Linked DNA regions of Pan troglodytes: all the other regions are linked to region 2. Evidence: chromatin contacts called from public Hi-C data. All regions are on one chromosome and are shown on one strand. Each heading gives the region's core, a stretch centred on a gene start, on an enhancer-like site or on the middle of the called end of the contact. The rest is flanking DNA. Distances are from core to core; before and after follow the strand shown. Region 1 overlaps MICAL3 (microtubule associated monooxygenase, calponin and LIM domain containing 3). Region 2 holds the start of PEX26 (peroxisomal biogenesis factor 26). Region 3 overlaps MICAL3 (microtubule associated monooxygenase, calponin and LIM domain containing 3).

Region 1 (2,705 bases), core at 173-2,672, 180 kb before region 2:
TCAATGCCTAGGATCAAGGCTACTTTCAAAAGTATTAGTTGGAGCTGACGGATACCTGGGAGAATACGGAGATGACGTTGATGGGAACACATGGAGAAGGGGGTACCCATCCGTGTCGCGGCTCAGGCTCCCACCCCGCCACCTACGCCCCCTTCATTCAGATTCCCAAAGCCTGCTGTAGCAGGAGACCTTCCAAAGCCACGCTCTGTAACTTCTTCCTTTCTTAAAGGCAAATATAACCCAGCGGAAGAGCTGTTCTAGAGCAACACACAGGACACTCCCACCTCTCGGGTTCAGTGTTTTAAACAACCAAAAGCTCGGAGACAACATGGGACTGTGGCCTACAGGAGGTTCCTTTCCATCTTCCCAATTTGGGGCTGCCATATTGGCAGCATCTCCAATCCTGCTAGGAGGCAGATGTGCACCCACAGGGTGCAGCCCACGGTCAGATGCAGAGCTGCCGCATGACCTCCCCGCCCACAGGTGTCTTTCAGCCCATTCCCTGGTTGATCATCACACATTCTTATAAGGCAAGGAAGGGAAATCGCAATCCAACTAGATCCTCCTACCATTCCCCCTCCTATTCCTGGTCTATAGCTGTGGAAACTGAGGCCAGAATGACTGACAATCTTGCTTATTTTCATAGTGAGACTGATTGATTTATTCGACGTCCATGAGCACCTGCAGGCACCAGGCATGGCAGCGACTTAAGGTGCAGAGATAAAGATCTAGGCCCTGGTAGAAGACCCTCTCAACCCTAAGATGAATCTTGCCACAATTAAGGCAGACAAATCCACTGAGTTAATGACCCTTGGTTCTCTCTTAAGACCAAACTTAACTGGAGCCTGTGACTAACGTGCCAGGAGCAATGCAAATCCTCCTCACGTCATCTTGGTTGTTCTCCCCAGTTTACCACAGCCACCACCCTTCTGAGTCCCATTCCCAAAGACTTGTTAAGCTCTGCGCTAGCACAGTATTTTCGCAGAGAACTGTGGGTCCCAAGATGCTTTACAAACTATAGCCAGCAGATGGGCAGAGTGCTTCCTCTGCCAGTGGAATGTGGTCACTGCCAGCCAGCGTCTGATAAATTGGCACAGCTGCTGCAAACAGCAAAAGGTTCCATGACTGACTGTGTTTACAGGACACATCTGGAGAAGCTCAGAACAAAGGCTCCTCGATGAAGCTTTCCTGAAAGCATTAATGATAATCAATAAAAAGCTTTCAGTTTCATAACGCACACTGCCTGTTCTGAATTGCTTTTCTGGCCACTTACAGTCAAACACCGCTGATTGCATTAACTTGTATTCATACCCGGTAGGATCTCAGAAAAGCAAAGGCCCGGGCTGAGCTTAGAGGTGACAAAAGAACAGCAAGAGCTTGCAGACCGCACAAGAACCACCTGACCAGAGGAATGCCGTTATCCCCTTGCCATTAACGGCCAGGCCAGGGCTCTGCGCCTCCTGCAAGTGTGGCTCCCCCCAGGACTGTGTCCCCACAGCACTTTGTTCTTACATTAGTAGAGAATGTATCAGGTCACAGCACAGACAGCTGCATGCCTGTGTACTTCTGCCACTGCAAGAAGGACCACCAGAGGGTCTGGGCCCAAACTGGTCATCGTTTCCCCAGTGCCTGCCCCAGTGCCCATCCCACAAACTGCAAGAGCTCAGGAAGAGTCCAAGACCTAACAGAAATCCTCAAGCCAAACCCCACATTTCACAGGTTATCAATACACTCACATTTAAGAGTCCTAAATTATAGAACCACCGCATAGCAGGTGTTTTTACTTCAAGATGAGTGCACTTACTACAAGAAAGACAGTAATGAGATTAGAAGAAATTGGGTGGCATATGAATTCCTCAGCTAATCTGCCTGTCTCTTTCTACTGAACAAGCGTGCAAGGGGTAGGGTGGAATCTTACAGGAAAGCTAGTTTTACTTACTGATATGGTCGATGGCTCCAGCACAGAACTTGCCATAGAACTTCTTGGCACCCAGACCTCGTAGATCATGTATGGTGAATGGCCAGAGATGCAAGACGTTGTTGCGGGAGAAGGCATCTCGTTTCTCAATAACAACCACCTTGGCCCCCAGTAAGGATAAGTCGATGGCTGTACGGAGACCACAGGGGCCAGCCCCAATGATGAGACACTGAAAAACACAGCTGCTTTCAGGGCAGGCGGCACTTCCAACAAACAATTCTCAAGAAGTCTCATGATTGTATGATCATCACTCCCTAAAGCCCCGAAATAGGGCTATTCTCCCCACTGCCAAGAAACCTTCACACCTACGTGGGTCACAGCAGAGCACCTGCCATGGCTTAAGAGAAGAGCTAGTGATCACCACCATGAATGGAGAAGACAGAACCATCAGTGCTAGACACAAGCTCGGCACCTGTTCACCTTGGACAGCCTGGAAGGCCCTTGATCTGCAGCATATTTAAGTGGCCATCATCTCAACAAACGATATGACAATCAAATACAATCTTACATCAACAGGAGAGGACCATTTCGAAGGTTTCTAGGTCAGGCAGATTTCTGTCCAAAGAGATACACAGTACTACATACACACTCCAGGCAATCTCAAGCCTCCTGGAATGAGTCTACCACACACATGATTCCCGGGAAGCAATTTTCAAGAGCCAAAGTTTTGTGTGCTGATAAGAGTTCCAAAATCCCCATTTCTAGACTGAACGTCCAGGAACATGAT
Region 2 (2,959 bases), core at 68-2,567:
ACAGTCATTCCATGAGCAAGTTACACAATGTAAGATAAGGACATTGTGAAAAACAAAACCATACCGTACATAATGCACTTTATAGTAAAGTACTGGGAACAGAGTATTTGGTAAATTGTAACTATAATAATAATTTTAAACAGATCCACAAATCACACTTATTATTATATTCTGTTTCACCCGGGCTTTGCCAAGCTTCCCACATTTGTACTAGATCCTCTTGGCTTTAGTTTCTCCCCAGTTCTCTACCCTTTGAATTCACTCCAAAGCTTCCCTAGAATCTTTGCTCTCCTAGAAATTAGATTAAACAGGCACCTGCTCACATCATACATCCCCTGCCCTTGTCACCAGACATGCACACATCCATCTTCTGGGATTTCCGTTCTCTTGCAGAAAAGTCTGCATGGGAAGCTGAGGCAGAACCAAGTCCACCAGACTCCGAGGAAAGAGAAGTTTGGACCCTGTAACCAGATAAAAGTGAAGCCAGGACTTCATTTATTCCACAAATACTTTTTGACTACCTATAGATGACAGGCACTGTTCAAGGCATTGAGGTTCCCACAGTGAACAAAAGAGACAAAAACGTCTGCCTTTGTGAGTTTATATCATAGTGGAAGGAAATAGACAATAAAAATAAGTAAAATATAGACATTGGTATGTAGATGGTGATAAATGATAAGGAGAAATATAAAGACAGATCGGAAGTGACAACAGTGGGGAGGTGGAATTGGTATCTGCATTTAACGTTGTTTTCTAACAGCAAATTCAGGATGGGGCAGAGAGCAGTGAGAAAATGAGGCCCTTATGCTCAGCGCCCCCAACCTCGCCTCGGTGGGGTCACTATTCATTTTGGAACATTGCCCTTGGGACCAACATATTCTCAGTGGTCCTTGTGAAGGTTTCCACCCTAAGTCCCTCATCCTCACCAGGCAATATTCATTCCCCTACAGCAAACTCCGGAGGCAACGCGGAGAAAGTGTGAATCAATTCAAGACTAAGGTTGCCAAAATGTTTGATCAGCTCTGCGTCAGCCTTGACATTACATTACATTACAGATCCCCTGATCGCCACCGTCGCAGAAGCTCTGAATTAAAAGCGTGCATGTAGCTGCACATCCATTGCTGGCACTTCTTTCGTTAGCCTCCGCTGGAACTGGTTAGTGAGGACCCCTCCATTTCACAAGACAGCTTCGGTTTTGGTTTGTTTTGACTTCCGCACCCCGAAGCTGTAGCACCAGTTTGTTTTCTCACGGCACAGAGGCGGCTTCCGGGGCGCGGCGTGCTGGGGGTTGTAGTCCGCGCTCTGCCTCCTACTTCCATTGCAGAAGGCGATGGGCCGAGAGCTGAGGAACTACAACTCCTAGAGTACCCCGCGCCGCCGGGACGCCGCGCGGCTGCGGGGCTGGGCGAGCGCAAAGATGTCCGCGCCCGCTGCCGGGAGGCGAGGTGAGTCTTTGATCGTAACCAGGAGCCCGGAGCTGAGGCAGTTCCTGCACGTGTCGCGGGGCCGGAGAAGCTAGGGCCAGGTATTCCAGGGATGCAAGAATCCTGCAAATCTGACGTGTAAACTGCTTCCCCAGCCTCCAGGCGAGCCCAGCTTTTGCCTCAGATAGGCCCCTTCCTTTTCCTTCTCGGGGAATCGACCTCGGGAAGGGGTGTGGGCAAAGAGATGAGGACTCTCCCTCTTCGCCCAGGCCAACTCGGGATATCCCGGAGCCTCTGGGGAGGCGGTCACTCCGACGTCTGAGGACCTGGGCCTTGGACCCGGACTCGTTATGAAGAGCGATTCTTCGACCTCTGCAGCCCCCCTCAGGGGGCTCGGGGGACCCCTGCGCAGCAGCGAGCCGGTGCGCGCGGTCCCGGCCCGGGCGCCGGCCGTGGACCTTCTGGAGGAGGCGGCCGACCTCCTGGTGGTGCACCTGGACTTCCGGGCGGCGCTGGAGACCTGCGAGCGGGCCTGGCAGAGTCTGGCCAACCACGCCGTGGCAGAGGAACCCGCGGGCACGTACGTGCTGGGCTCGGAAATGAACCGATTTCCGGGCGCTCTTGTGGTGGGGCTCAAGGTCTCAGGAGTTCTGTCCTTCCCAGATTGCCCACACGGAGCTTTACACCTGGCTTTCATCAGTGGTTTGTCTCCGAGAGGGTGGTCGCTCATCGTGTGCCCATTCTACAGAGAAGGGAAGTCGTGTAACAAAAACTTAGTGGGGAACCCACAGCCAATTATTTGCTCCTTGTTCCAAGGTAGAATGACATGATGGGAAGGCTGAATGTGTATTAAGTACTAAGTTCTGTCAGTAAGCAGGTGGTAAAAGTCCTCTCCCAGGTACCTCCGCCCTCCCCGCCCCGCCCAAGGTTGTTTATTCCTGACCTTGGCTGATGATGGGGAATGGGGGTCATGGCAGGAGCAGTGTTCTGGTCCAATTAGAGGACTGGATTAAAGAATTAATTCAGGGCCGGGAGCTGGGGCTTACGCCTGTAATCCCAGCACTTTGGGAGGCCGAGGCAGGAGGATTGCTTGAGCCCAGGAGTTCGAGACCAGCCTGGGTAACATAATGAGCCCTCTTCTCTACCAAAAAGAAGAAAAAGAAAAGAATCCGGAGGAAAAAACCTTGGGCTTGCATTGCTCTTTCTAATGCCACCAGCCTCGTCTGGCAGGTGAGGGAGTCATTTCTTTGCATTGTAAAGTTGGGTTAGGCCACGCTAGGGAGGTGGTAGGTAGAATAGCTAAAGTTGACCGCAAAGAAGGATGATCTGGAGAGCCCTGGCTGTGTTTTAGGGGACTGGGTGGGAGCTCATTTCAGTGAATGCAGAAGGCTTTGCTTCTGGGTGTCTGGAGGAACCTTACTAGGTGGTGCCTTTTAGCCAGCTGTGGAGTCTATACCTCCACTCAGCCAGAAACCTTGCTCCAAGCCCATTTGTTCACAGAGCAAACTCTTAGTTCCAGCTCTCTTTTCAGCCAC
Region 3 (3,039 bases), core at 433-2,932, 250 kb before region 2:
GGAGGGAAGCAGAGCTCTTTCATGTACGTTTCCAAACCCTTGGAATTTCACAGGCGAGAATGAGACCAACAGCTCTCTGAGGTCAAAGCCCTCACCTAAGAACTCCATATGGTGCCCTGCTTATCACCTCTGGAAACAAGGCCTGGTTTCTCAGCTACATGGAAACTCACCAGTGGCCCCTCCGGATCCCTGCCCTGTGGGATCCCTGTACTTAGTGCTTGGACCGTGCCACATAGTTGGGTTAAGATAAAGGGACAGCCAGCAACTGGGAAGGGAAGGTGGCTGTTCAGCAGGTGCCACCTGATCTGAAGGATTCGTGTTCCTGCCAGGAGCCAGCTTCCATCTGGGAATGGGTGACATGCCTCCTCTGAGTCTAACCAGACAATCTGGCCTTGGCTTCAGTCACTATGACAGCCTCTTCAAGCAACAGGGAATGTGAAACGGGCAGAAAGGACCAGCAAGACCACCCAGTGTGATGCTGGCCCTGTGCTCTGCCGTATGTGGGGTATCAGCCCGTTGTTGGAGCTGCTAGTCTCTATAGATTTGTTGCTGGCCCTGCAAGCCGTATGTGGGGTATTAGCCCCTTGTTGGAGTTGCTGGTCTCTATAGATGTTGCTGGTCTCTATAGATTTGTGGACTTTTTTCTGAGGTGAATTTGCCTTTTTTTTTTTTTTTTGAGACGAAGTGTCGCTCTTGTTGCCCAGGCTAGAGTGCAATGGCACGATCTCAGCTCACCGCAACCTCCGCCTCCCAGGTTCAAGCAATTCTCCTGCCTCAGCCTCCCAAGTAGCTGGGATTACAGGCATGTGCCACCATGTCCGACTAATTTTTTGTATTTTTTAGTAGAGACAGGGTTTCTCCGTGTTGGTCAGACTGGTCTCAAACTCCCGATCTCAGGTGATCCACACGCCTCGGCCTCCCAAAGTGCTGGGATTACAGGCATGAGCCACTGCACCCGGCCGTCAATTTGCCTTTCTTTATGGTGCTGGGTGGGACTAAGTCACAGCAGAGTCACCTAACAGCCTGGATGCACAGGACTGAGGAAGGTAAGTCAAAGAGTGCAGGGCCTCTCTCTACCTTCTCAGCAACAAAGAGAAGAGACGCATTCTTCTCTCAGAGTCCTGCTGTGCTTCCTGCTAATACATGCAGCCTTGGGGACTTATCGACAGCACAAGCCAGCATTTCCTCCTTTCTCAGAGAAACATTAAAGGCACCTGCGCTGGCGATAGGTTTCCTGCATCAGAGAAGGAGCCAAGTCTCGGCTGGATATGAGCTTGCAGCAAAACATATGCGGCATAGATGGGGCCACATTCCATGAGGCCACTTCTGGAGCCTTCTCCAACTTCCTCCAGAACCTCTTCTGACTCACATGTTACTTTGCGCCTGACTGTCTGGGCAGGCTGGGACCAGGGAGAGTAGCCCAGTGAGATGTGTGCAGAGCCCGTCAGCACAGTTCCATAAAACACAGACCTCTGTCTGTGAGACATGCTCTTGGAGGCAAATTTTGGATGGCTGCCAGGGAGCTGGGGTAGAAGGTGGGCACGGGGTAAAGTGGGTACCTTTAAATGTCCTCAAATCTTCTTCCTGTGGGAGGTACCTGGCGCCACTGGCCTTGCAGTTCTGTGTCCCAGGGGCAGTACTCCCCTTCTACGGCAGGGGGAGCCAGAGACCCACACAGCATCAGGAATCCCACAGCGCGATCAAGCAGGGAGGGAAGAGAAGGGAGTAGTAGCGTCCAGCCACTGCCTGCACAGGCACCGTCGGCTGCCCAACAGACACACCTGCGCTAGGGACACAGGCTCCGGTCCGGGACTCTCGGAGTTTGGCTGAATCTGTCAGTATGTGTTTGTGTAGTTAAAGCTCTTTTCCTACAGGTTTGGTCTCGACGTTAGCACTAAGTCCAGGAAATTAAGTCTGCGTGAAGGAAAGCTCGGCTCAACTCTCCTGAAAAGGGAACGTGCTTCGACCCTAAGCTGTGCCAGGGCTCAAAGCTGCCGAGTGACCATCATCAGATGGAGGTGACGATGTCTGGAACAGTGCAGACAAAACACCGTGCCCTGGACCAGCTGTGCATGCTCACTCCGCTGGCTAGCAGAGGCCACGCCGGCACCTGGCTCTGCAGACACGGCAGCATGGAGGGAGAGCCCAGATTCACAGACCCCATTTCTCCTACGGCGGACAGGGTGTGGAGTGCGGGTCACTAAGGGCTGCCTGTGGGTCCTGCCCAGCCTCTGCCTCGGAGGGAAGAGTAGAGAACTGGGAGAGCAGGTCCTCAGGGAGCCCGAGGAAGTCCCTGACGCCAGCTGTTCTGGCAGACGCCCAAGGGTGCGGTTCCTTCTGCCAACCCACCTCACTGGGGCCAACATCCTGGAGCTGCACAGCTCCCGGGGGACTGGATCAGGAACATGAGCCCTGTCAGGCAAGGGCTCAGCCCTGTGTGCCAGAGAAAACAGACCCCCGGATGGGACTGGGCAGCAAGCACACAGGTGCCAGGAGAAGCAGAGATGAGCACAGTGCCAGCTCTGCGGGGCCTGGGGTCACTGAGAACTCAACCGCTCCTCTGACCGCTGCAGGGAGTCACTGGTGCTCAGAAATTAAAGGTCATGTCCTTCCTGCTCACTCCACATCTATCTTTTGGGGACTCAGATCTCCACCTGCCCTGGCTCCATCTTCACCACCCCCCAGACTTCTGCGCTGCTGGAGCAGAGAAAGAATGGCCTTCTCTCCTGCACAGGCCCAGCAAGTCCCTCCTCATCACTTGAGGCCACACACAGCCAGAGATAGGGGCAGAATTGAAAAATCTCAAGTCCAAGGCAAGAGACTATTTCAGAACCAGCCAGAGTGGCTGGCCCCTGGGCCTGAGTATCCCTTCAGGACACTGTCCCCAAAACGCTGCCCTGCGTGCCATCAACTGAGCCCCATCCAGTGGGCACTAAGCTCATAGTCACCTCCGAAACCCTAGACTAGGATCGGGGAATCCTCTAGAAAGCTAAATTCCCTTTCCTTATTAATTTTTTCAACTGAAACTACAGGGCAAAA

What was found. A called contact is a pair of places that touch in the nucleus more often than the background predicts.
Region 1: a contact with region 2 is called in a Hi-C map of induced pluripotent stem cells, with 1.7 times the contacts expected there. The contact joins the enhancer-like site here to the promoter of PEX26 in region 2. A contact is called at or near these places in 3 of 7 Hi-C or Micro-C datasets (blood, induced pluripotent stem cells and stem cell-derived neural progenitor cells) and 1 of 1 datasets of contacts at active chromatin or transcription factors (stem cell-derived excitatory neurons).
Region 3: a Hi-C map of induced pluripotent stem cells shows a contact between it and region 2, with 2.3 times the contacts expected there. The contact joins the enhancer-like site here to the promoter of PEX26 in region 2. A contact is called at or near these places in 5 of 7 Hi-C or Micro-C datasets (blood, induced pluripotent stem cells, a lymphoblastoid cell line and 1 more), 1 of 1 datasets of contacts at active chromatin or transcription factors (stem cell-derived excitatory neurons) and 1 of 1 other capture datasets (stem cell-derived neural stem cells).

Annotation. Positions count from the first base shown.
Region 1 is chr23:20,617,294-20,619,998 of NHGRI_mPanTro3-v2.0_pri, forward strand. MICAL3 (microtubule associated monooxygenase, calponin and LIM domain containing 3) reads right to left here. Exons shown (of 32, transcript XM_016939665.4): 3 at 1,940-2,147; 4 at 1-55. Among named protein-coding and RNA genes, the nearest start is that of MICAL3, 120 kb to the right of the region's middle. Within about 2 kb of position 1,423, at least 8 of the 24 cell types and tissues checked have an H3K27ac peak or open chromatin away from gene starts, as enhancers often do. A contact at or near this core is called in induced pluripotent stem cells and stem cell-derived excitatory neurons, where this site is marked.
Region 2 is chr23:20,792,999-20,795,957 of NHGRI_mPanTro3-v2.0_pri, forward strand. PEX26 (peroxisomal biogenesis factor 26) reads left to right here and starts at 1,318. Exons shown (of 6, transcript XM_016947301.4): 1 at 1,318-1,445; 2 at 1,694-2,004. The coding sequence starts at 1,775.
Region 3 is chr23:20,543,574-20,546,612 of NHGRI_mPanTro3-v2.0_pri, forward strand. The region is part of intron 21 of MICAL3 (microtubule associated monooxygenase, calponin and LIM domain containing 3); the gene reads right to left. Among named protein-coding and RNA genes, the nearest start is that of BID, 55 kb to the left of the region's middle. Within about 2 kb of position 1,683, at least 5 of the 24 cell types and tissues checked have an H3K27ac peak or open chromatin away from gene starts, as enhancers often do. A contact at or near this core is called in induced pluripotent stem cells, where this site is marked.